Linked DNA regions of Mus musculus: region 1 is linked to region 2. The links are chromatin contacts, called in public promoter capture Hi-C maps. All regions are on one chromosome and are shown on one strand. Each heading gives the region's core, a stretch centred on a gene start, on an enhancer-like site or on the middle of the called end of the contact. The rest is flanking DNA. Distances are from core to core; before and after follow the strand shown. Region 1 holds the start of Hint3 (histidine triad nucleotide binding protein 3). Region 2 holds the start of Ptprk (protein tyrosine phosphatase, receptor type, K).

Evidence for each region. Promoter capture Hi-C pulls out the DNA fragments that hold promoters and counts their contacts.
Region 1: a contact with region 2 is called in a promoter capture Hi-C map of liver, with 2.3 times the contacts expected there. The contact joins the promoter of Hint3 here to the promoter of Ptprk in region 2. A contact is called at or near these places in 2 of 39 promoter capture datasets (liver and stem cell-derived epiblast-like cells).

The regions. Positions count from the first base shown.
Region 1 is chr10:30,616,054-30,621,246 of GRCm38.p6, forward strand. It overlaps Hint3 (histidine triad nucleotide binding protein 3), which reads right to left and starts at 2,313. Exons shown (of 5, transcript NM_025798.3): 1 at 2,150-2,313. The coding sequence starts at 2,299.
Region 2 is chr10:28,071,134-28,076,451 of GRCm38.p6, forward strand. It overlaps Ptprk (protein tyrosine phosphatase, receptor type, K), which reads left to right and starts at 3,687. Exons shown (of 32, transcript NM_008983.2): 1 at 3,687-4,044. The coding sequence starts at 3,948.

The DNA.
Region 1 (5,193 bases), core at 1,063-3,562, 2.5 Mb after region 2:
AACCCCCCCCCCAAAAAAAAAAAAAGAAAAAAAATCCAATCCCAAAGATAGAGTGCCAAAAATAATGTGTGTATATACATGTATGTATTTTTTAAATCTTTGTGTGTGTTTGTTTCTTTTTTTTTTCTTTTCTTTTTTTTTTTTTTTCCCCTTTGGTAGTGCTGGTGGTCAAACCCAGGGCCTAACATGCTTACATGCCTGGCAAGTTCTGGTAGTTCACTGAGCTACACCTCTGGCCAGTTTTTCTTTTTTCTTTCCTTTTGGGGTTTTCAAAACAAGGTTTCTTTGTGTAGCTCTGACTATCCTGGAGCTTGTTGGCCTCAAACTCAGAAATCTTCCTGTCCCTGTCTCCCAAATGCTGGGATGAAAGGTATGTGTCACCACCACCAGGCTTCTTTACAGTATGACTTCCCAGAGCAAAATACTGAAGAGAAGCCAATTGTCTCTAACTCAGAAACAATGTTGGTAAAACTATAAAATAAAGCACTGAATGCCTATTAAAAGGAATGTAAAGAATTACTACTGCTATGAAATTATTTCTAGGCTAGTCTTTTTTTTTAAAGCACAAAACAGAAAAAGCTACCCTGTGTAATGTTCTACTATGCTGTTCCAGTTGTAATTTTTATAGACTATTCTAGGACCTGCTTCAACAGTTCCTCCAATATTTCCTAACAAATAATTCTCAAAAGTTAATTTTTATATAGCTACAATAATTTCTTCCCAGTAACTGTCCCCTTATATCTAAAACAAGCAAGTCCATTTGAAAGAGCATCTTAAAGCCATGGTATCTAAGGTGTTAACAATTTTAATTAGCAAAAGAGCAATTAAATCAGCTAATATTGCTAAGTATGAATTCAGGCATAGCAACACTTCTGTGGGTTCTCAAACATTGTTTCATTTTTCGATTCTAAGAGCTAGCTAGCTTTCTTTCTTTCTTTCTTTCTGTTTTTGTTTGGTTTGTTTGTTTGTTTGTTTTTGTTTTGTTTTTCAAGGGATTTCTCTGCATAGCCTTAGCTGTCCTTGAATTCACTGCATTGACCAGGTTGGCCTCCAACAGAGAGATCTTTCTGCCTCTGCCTTTCTGAGTGCTGGAATTAAAGGCATGTACCACTACCACTCAGCTATTTCTAAGAGCCCCTTAAAAATAATTCGTATCAATGCCATGAGACTCATACACAAAGAGTAAGACACTGCCCTTGGTACTGGTAAGCCCCCTGCTAAGAATATGTGATATGCCCTTTGCTTAAATGAATTCTAAAAATACAGTAAGAAAACCATACAGAGATCTGTGAGGCAAAGAATCATCTCTGACTTTTGTTGGAAAGATTCCTCAAACAAATTCTTCATGATGCTGGCAACCCTGATTATACCAAAACAAATAATTTCCTCTGCTCTTATTTGTATAATTATATATCAACAACTTATATAAGTGCAATCATTTCCTGTGTTTACAATGAATATATGTGTAATAAGAATTTTAAATGCAAGATGATAAATCTCTCTCAAAAGATTAACTCTTTATGAAGGATGATGAGATGTAAAAATGTTAGACCCAGGGGAAAGGGAGAGTTTTCTGGAATTTCCAGGCATGACATGACTGTTGCTCTCCCGATCTCGCAGCAAGTATGATTAACTACACTTGATCTGCACAGGTTTGAACCCTGTCGAGATCTTGTAACGAAAAGGGGAGTAGTTCATGAGGCTCTCACGGTAGATAAGGAAGATTCTTACAAGCTATTAACTGTAAGTATCAGTTCGACTTCAGACCCAGTCCTGAAACCCCATTCCAGCCCATTTCAGTCAAATTCACACTTCTTCACCACGTCCAAGACCTGTTTTCAGCAAGTTGTACGCTCTCTAACGATACTGGAAGAATACATAATTTTAAAATTACTATCTAGAGAAGAGGAAGACTCCCTAAAATAAAAGTAAAGACACAGGATGCTGCTGTGTTGCAAATGCATGCGAGGGAGGCGAGAATGCTGGGCTCTATCACTGCTATCTCTCCCTACTGAACAGCAAAGGCAACACTGGAGACCTCTGGGTCCCTGACAGAAGTCAGTCACTGTTTAGTTCGTCTGCAGAGACAGAAGCCTGCGAGCAGGGATTGGATGCCTGGTCCCCACCCACCCGGCCTGTCGCCGCCCACCTCACAGTGAAAGAGTTCAGTTTTGGGTTCCTGACCCGCCGCCACGCGGCAGAACACGCAGTTGCTGTCATAGTTCCAGGACTCCGAGGTCCCAGGCGAGGACCCCTCGGGATCCGGCTCTCCGACCAAGCCCGCTTGCTTCTCAGCCATGGCGGCCGAAAGGCGACGTCAGGATCAGCTGAGGTGCGCAAGGCCCGCCTCGGGCGGATGCACCTGGAATCGCCGCCCTAGGGTGGCCCGCCTAGTGACACGGAGTCTGCGCACGCGCAGGGCCAGACTCTGGGTATGGGACACACCAGATAGCTCGGCCTCTAAAAGGGCGACGATCAGAGGGCAAGCCCGGCGCTCCGTGATGACGAAAGCAGCGCAGCCGCAGGAGCCCACTGCTCAAAGGCGTTTTCTGACGGGAAGACCTATCCAGGGGTTGGTAACATTCATCTAAAGTGTAAAGGATATTGCTTTCACGTCCCTATAGTGTATTACACTCCCGTTACAAAAGAAAAAGAGTATAGAAATTCGATTCTTTTAAGGGTATGAGAGGATGAGTCAAACGTATAGAGAGCCTTGTTTGGCAAAGTGAAATTTCCGAGTTTCCTGTGTACTTACTTGTTCAGCCACAGTAATTTTAGGATCTGAAACCAAACCAAACAAACAAACCCGGCCAAATTGGTCTCTACATGTTTGCTTTTGTTTATAGTACAATGTAAATCGAAAGGGTCTCCTATCACACATATGTCATATGGAGAGAAAAGGTAGTAATTGAGAAATTCCCTGCCAGGTCACCTGATTCATTGTAACAATTTTCTCTTGTATTCCCGGCTATTTAGGAAAGAGAGGGAGAGAAACCCTTTGGGAACAATCATGCGCGGAAAAGTATCAGTTCTTAAGTATGATGTGATCTCACCTTTTTACAATACATGGCATTTGCTGAGCACCAAATACTCTGTTTCTCTAATTGTGAAAACTCCCAAGGTTGATTATTTTATTACAGGTCTACAGAAAGAGACAGATTCAGACTTATTTTCTTACCACTTACCCAAATGATAAAATTCAAATAAATGTCTAGTTCTAGAACCCATAATAACACTTAGTGTGACTTTAAACTCAGTAGTGATTTTAAGTGAATTATCTTGTAATCTGAAACAGTAACGTAAGTTAAGTAAGAGTACATGCACATTCACGTTGCATTTAATTCCCTTTGTAGTTAACCATATGGTGTGCAATCATGACAATAGCTTCTCAGATCATCACAAGTTTGAGGCAGGACTCAGAAGCAGAAAATTTGACTTTGACACATTTAAATATTATCATGTTCCATGTCTGTTCTTACACTTTCATATCACGCTGCTTTTTTATGGTGTGTGTATGCATGCACACACACAGTAGCTGTATGTCTTTATCCATGTAGGTACTTGAGTACTTGGGCTGCCTCTTGGGCCATGGTGGGGGGGGGGGTGATCTGTAGATGCCTTTCATAACTGCTTGTTTGATATTGAAAGCTTTTGAGTTGACTTTGGCTTTGGTAAGGACAGGAGTTTCATCCTTTATTCTTGGTGCTATCATAGTGGAAATGTTCCCATAGACATTTCACAACAGTCTGATGAATAAAAGAATGATTTTCAGATCCCACGGGAAAACACTTTTGAGTTATGAGAGTTGCACAGTCACAAACAGAAGTGCTTTTTTAGTAAAGGCTATGAGTGGTAAGGGTCAGGAGCCTTGTATGGGGGCAGGTGGGGATGGCTATAACAAACACCAGAGCCTGATATTGTGAATTAAGCATTTAGGGCCCTGTCTGTATGCTTCCATATGGGTGTTGTCTTGGGATAGATGTTTGCACACAGTTATTATAGGGCAAAAGTTTTTCAGTTCTCTCTTCCTTGACAAAATGTTTCTTCCTCAGTAAGGCCAACTCTGACTAACCTTGCAACCGTGGTCTAGCCCCTTCCTTCCTCTTTAGCTTTCTCTATTTTTTTTCTATTGCAAGTCCTTTCCCACATACTTAAAATTATATAGTAGCATGCTACATATATGTTAACCCTATGCATTTAACTTAGGGTATATATTTATTTTTACTCCTTCATCTCCAATGAGTGCAGTCTCTACAGAAATTATCTTTTGTTCCTGTTCATATATGTACCAGCAGTAACTCTGCTACTCTATAGTAGTCAAGGACTACAATAAGAATTTTTGGTCTAATAACTGGAAGGCTGAAGCTGCCATTTACCAAGGTGAAAAACTGTGGGACTAACAGATGTGGGATGGTCAGGGAAGATCAGGCATCCTGTTCTGGGCATGTTACTTTGAGATGCTATATCAACTGAGCTGATGGGTATAGGCTGTTTATCGTTGTAAGAGTTCTAAAACGCTTAATGTCTTAGACCAAAAAGGTTTCCTTTATATAAATACACTCCTAGTTATGCTCACCACTGCTGCAATGAGTCACCATGAACAAAGTAACTTTGGGAAGAAAGGGTTTATTGGTTTTTTTTTTCCACCATTACTGTTCATTATCTAAGGAAGTCAGGACAAGAACCCAACAGGAACCTGGAGACAGGAGCTGATGCAGAGGCCATGGAGAAGTGCTGCTTACTGGCTTGCTCCACATGGCTTGCTCAGCCTGCTTTCTTATAGAAACTTATAGATCACCTTCCTGCAGTGGGCTGCACTCTCCCACATCAATCACTAATTTTAAAAATACCCTACAGGCTTAGTGGTACATGCCTTTATTCCCAACACTTGGGAGGTAGAGACAGATGGGTCTGTGTGAGTTTGAGGCCAGCCTGGTCTACAAAGTGAGTTCCAGGGCAGCCAGAGCTGCATAGTTAGACTCTGTCTTGAAATAAATAAATAAATGTCTTGGTCTTGTTTGCATACATAGCAGGCCAGCTGTTTCTGGTATTTATATAAAGGAACGGTATATGTGCTGTCTAGTTTTATGTCATTTTAACACAGCCTAGAATCATTGGAGAAGAGGGTATTGTAAATTAGTTGCTTTGTCAACCTGCCTTTAAGTGATTCAGCCACAGTAGTTTATGCCATCA
Region 2 (5,318 bases), core at 2,437-4,936:
ATGGTCCCAGACTTTGAGACGCCTGTGCTCTCCCCTCTATCGAACACATGTACAACATACAATTCCACAAAGGGAATCATGTTAAAAGGTTGTATAACAAAGAAACCCGTTTAGGTTTTCTTAATTCTGAGTTCTCCAGACATACCAATCTCCAGTGGTTATTTTTTTTAACGACTCTTATTAACATTTGACAGAGCTGGGATTCTACTGGAAGCATTTTGTCAAACACAGGTCTAAGTTCATGATTGTAGCTAATAGGTGGTAAATCAGCAAGCATAAAAGACATTTTATGGTTCAAAGGGCAACCCCAGACCAGCAATCCTAGAAAGATTGTTACAAGTGAGTTCTAAGCCAGAAACAAAACAAAACAAAACAAAACAAAAATAACAGCAACAAAAAACCCAAATGAAGCTAGTGACCTTTCCATTGACTACAACCAACTATGTAGCAAAAAAATAAAAAAATAAATTAGGACCACCACCACCCAAAACAAAAACATTCCAGGAATATAGGTATGTGCAGCTGTAAAACTTAACAAAGCTAAGTTAACTGGTAATTGAATTAATACTACTCTCCCCCCTGTGACATTGAATCTGGAATGCAGGGATTTGAACTTGCCAGAGGACTGTTCTGCCACTGAGCTATGCCAAGCTCATGTTTTCTTGTTGTTGACATTGATTGTTTTAATTAGTCTTTTATGTCTTGTGTTGCATTGGTGTTTTGCCTGCATTTATGTCTGTGTGAAGGTGTCAAGTCACTTGGAGCTGGAATACTGATAGTTGTGAGCTACCATGTAGGTGCTAGGAATTGAATTTGAGTCTCTGAAGGAGCAGCCTCTGCTCTCAACTGCTAAGCCATCTCTCCAGCTCGAAGAGAGATGTTTCTTTGTTTGTTCTTGACTGTAGAATTATGTCATGTCATGGCTTTATTGTAATACATTACATAGAACATAGACTTTACCATATTACCCACTTTGAGTGTGTCATTTGTTGATACTAAATTTATCCACACAGCCTTACAGCCTTCACCACCAGCCTTCCCTCTCCAGGTTTTTTCTTCTTCTTTTAAAAAAAAGATTTCATTTTTAGTAATGTATACATGTGTGTTCGCTTGTGCGTGTACGTGTGGAGTGTGTGTCTGTGTGTCTGTATGTCCTGGTGTGGCACTGTGAATGCAGGTGCTCCATGAATCCATATGAGGGTGTCAGGAATGATGGAACTGAAGTTAGAGGTGGCTAGCCCTCTGACATGGCCCCTAAGAGCCAAACTCTGGAAGAGCAGAAAGGGCTCTTAACCATTAAACCCTCTCTATAACCCCCAGGCTTTTTCTCTCTAACCTGAAAGTTTATATTGTCTTCAGCTAACCTTCCCCAATGTTTGATCATAAACTCTCTTCCCTCTGCAGTTTCCTTTCTCCATAAAATTCCATTTTGTATATTATGAAAGACATCTACTAAGTAACACGCTTTATAAATGGAGTTGGCTTGTAAGTAGACATTTAATTATTTTCACATTTTTTTTGTAAATATCTTAGTTCCTAAAACATTTTTTAAAATATATATTTGGTGTTAGTGTTTGGACAGCAACTAGATAAAAGAATATGAACATTTCATTGTTTTCTTAAAATAAAAAAATGCTGAGGTAGGAGAGTGGCAGGTTCAAGACCAACTTACTACTAAAGTGATTCTAAGCCCCCTAGTCCATGTTTGTTATGAGCCCTAAGGATAAAGCTCCAAGTTGCTTGCCCAAAATGTTACTGCATTTTTTCTGGTTTTATTGAGATGGCATCTCTATTAATTCCTTTTAAGGATTTCCTTCTCTGTCTTCCTTTCCCCTCCCTTGTTTGGGTAAATTACTTTCTCCCTAGTCTTGTTTCCTTGTATGTGTACCACAAGACTCTTACCTGAACTTGATTCCTAACTGTGGTAGTGTCCATTTAAGATGCCTGGTACACTTTAGGCACCCTCACAGCATTTTCGTACTGTTATTTCTCTACCATAGAGAAAATGAACCAAATTCTTTATCCCTTGACTCCGGGAATGACTATGACAAGAAGTGAGGTTCTATCCACTATCTGTAGGTCTCGGAAGGGCTTCGTTTGCATGCTTACTCAAACAAATTGCCAAGTGATGAACATTTTTCATGCAAGAATAGACAGACAAATTCATATATGGACAGACAAGTTTCCTTTGCCTTTACTCTGGCAAATTACTGCTAATTTTAGAAAGTTTTGCTAAGTCTTCAGAAAAGAAAATAATAGGTTTTTGGTTACCTGTGATCTAATAAAGCTCTTTAGTGTACGAAATAAGGACCCTTGGTAGAGTGTGCTTAAAGTTATAGGTTAATGAGCTAAGGAACATTGACATTGTACCCAGAGGGAGATGACTGAACTATGCTGAACTGAATTGACAAGTGTTGGGCTTGTTACAGGTACTAATGAGCAGTCATCAAGGCTGTAGCGTAACGGACTTTCTATCCTCAGCAAATAAAAAAGAAACCCATTTTCTCCCTTCTTCATCAATATGTATAATATATGTGCATAGATGTGTGTGTGTGTAGTATACAGTCACTTGCATCTATTCCAAACCTAGTCATAACAGCATGTATTAATTACAGAAATATGTGGCTCGGTTAATGATGAGAATGCTGTATTAAATTGAATTTCACTTCATTTTGATTTTAAAAGGCTAAAGACATTTTGAGTGACTGACAGGTGCCAATCAAGGCTATTATTAGCAGTTGCATATATAGCATCAAAATTCAAAAAAAAAGTTAGGCTTATTCAGTTTTGGTCATACTTACATGTGTCATAATTTGCAGACATGAGTAAAAGTAAGCAACTATACAGCGTTGCTACAGAAGCAAGTGAAGGTGGCATTTGGAGAAATCACACCAAGCTGCTAAGGTAGCAAAACTGACTTCCTGCCTGTAACACAGCACACAGCATTGGGTTCCTTCGGAGCAACCATGCTGTGCTCATTGTTGGGATAAACTCCTTTTATTAAATACTTATTTCTTATATAGCTACAAGACAGTAAAAATCAAAACAAAACCAAGTCTTGCTCTACTCCACCAGGCTATGCGAAGGCTGAGCGGCTGGGAGCTTCCCAATGACAAATAAACCAGAAACGAGGCACGCCAGCTGTTCACACTGGAAACTTACCCAACATTTTATTTTGGTCCAAGTTTTATTTATTTCGTGAACAAACGAGAGTAAGTTTTCAATGGGGTAGGGAGCCTTATTCCTTATCCTATCAATAAGGAAGAGTGAAATTTCAGTGCAGGTCGGCGTTTTAAAGGTCACATCTACGCTCCCTTTTCTTCCTACCACCAGCCGCTCTGGTGGGACCGCCACCTTGGGGACAGAACCCCAGGACACCTCTCCTCGGGCGCCTCCTCCGTCGTCCGCCCACAGTTCTGCCTCTCAGAGTTGAATCTCAGGGATCCGGCAGGGAGCTGCGCCAGGTCCCCCTTTCCCGCTCGCCGCCAGAGAGCCGCGCGGCCACCGAGCCCAGGTGGCGAACAAAGGCGGCGCGGGGCGCAGGGCGCGGGGCGCGCGGCCCGGCTGGCGCGCGTCTCCCTAGCAGGAGGCGGCAGTGGCGGCGGCGCGCACCGGAGCCCGCATTCCTCCGAAGCTGCCGGAGCCCGCGGGGCGACGTCACCCCAGGCTCCGCCCCCGTCCCTCCCAGAGCAAACTAACTCTGGACTACCCTGAGCAGCCTCTGCCTAGCATGGAGAGCGGCGGCCGCGGCTGGCGGGCGACGCTGGAGACGCTTTCGCCCGCGAGGTAGTTGGCCGACGTTGCGCAAGGACGAAAGTGCTGGCGGGTGGCCGCGGCGTCTCCGCGAGCCCCCCGACGAGGCCGGGCGGGCTGCTGGCTGGCGGATTTCACCGCGATTCCCCCGGAGGCTCTTTGCAAAGCTGCTTGAAACTTCTCCCAAACTCGCCATGGATGTGGCGGCCGCTGCGTTGCCTGCTTTTGTAGCTCTCTGGCTTCTGTACCCGTGGCCTCTCCTGGGGTCGGCCCTTGGCCAGTTCTCAGCAGGTGAGAGGTTGGGGGTGGTCTGTGTCTGTCCACAGTCTTGGACTCAGGCAGGAAGGACTGACTGATTGCTGGTGCTGGGTTCGGGGATCCAGGGGGCGTCCGCTTAAGGTGGCGGGGGTGGTGGTGGTGCAGGTTGGAGCTAGGTCTGTCCTGGGAGTTTGTGTCAGGCGGGACGCAGGGCCAAGAGCTGTGCGCCCCCGTGCGCAGGTAACTTTTACGTTCTCGACCCATTGTTTCTGAGGCTAGTCCGGCGCGCAGACAGCCCAGGGTGTGCTGGATGGAGTGTGTGGCGACCTTGCTTTTCCTGGGTGTTCTTTTTGCCTGGGAGTCGGGAGCAGTCCACAGCATTAGTTAGGGAAGTGAGGAAGAAAAAGTACTTAGGGCTCCCGGGACCACGATTTTATGGCTCGCTGAGCTGGCTAGTGGCTCTCTGTCGCCAGACTGTTCAAAATTTCCCCGGGAAGTCTTTGTGAGAATTGTGGAGACACATAGGGACCGATCTCGGTGTGTTCTGCCAGGTGCTTTTTGTCCCGGGTATAACCGCCTCTGACTATTGTCCAGCTACTTCCCGGTGCCTCCTGGAGGCTCCTTCCTCCTCTGCTGAGGGTTCAGAGTTGCTCCTGGATAGATTACAGAGCACACAGCGTGGAGCACGTTGTATGTATACATTGGCAGAGTCCGTACGACGTTTGTAAATGTAGCTCTAAGGGTAGATTCAGAGCTGTCCTGGGCAGCGAGTTCTGGGCTCCCATTCCCGGAAGGCTTACCCTATTTATGGGGCGAAGCCACCACAAAGCTCAAATCTGGCTCCACACCACCCTGAGTCCGCCTGGGTGACCTGGGCTGGGAACGTTCGCTGTTCTCCTGGACAACCCAGGAGTGAGACGTGATGCGATATTCCAGGCTATCCCTTTGAGTTCTAAGTAAAACCGCTCAGATAAGTCCCAGGATTCCGGGTCTTTCAGACTGGTGGTCTCTGTTCCCGTCCAGTTTTGATATCCTGCCTGTAGGTCGCTGGCTTCTATGTATCTGCCGGCTCTGAAGTTTCACCAGGTGGACGCTGGGGAGCGGGCTCCCAGGTTTAAGCCTCTGCCTCCCACAAGGCTTTACAACTTTTCTGGTTAACCCACCCAGCCCAGCAAGGTTGGAGGGCGCATCCGCTGCTGCCTTGGTTCCCAGTGTTTGTGGAAACACAGAGTGGCCAGAGGGTGACGGGAAACGCGACAGCCGCGCTCCTGGCTGAACCAGCAGGATGGGAAGACAGAACTTACTTT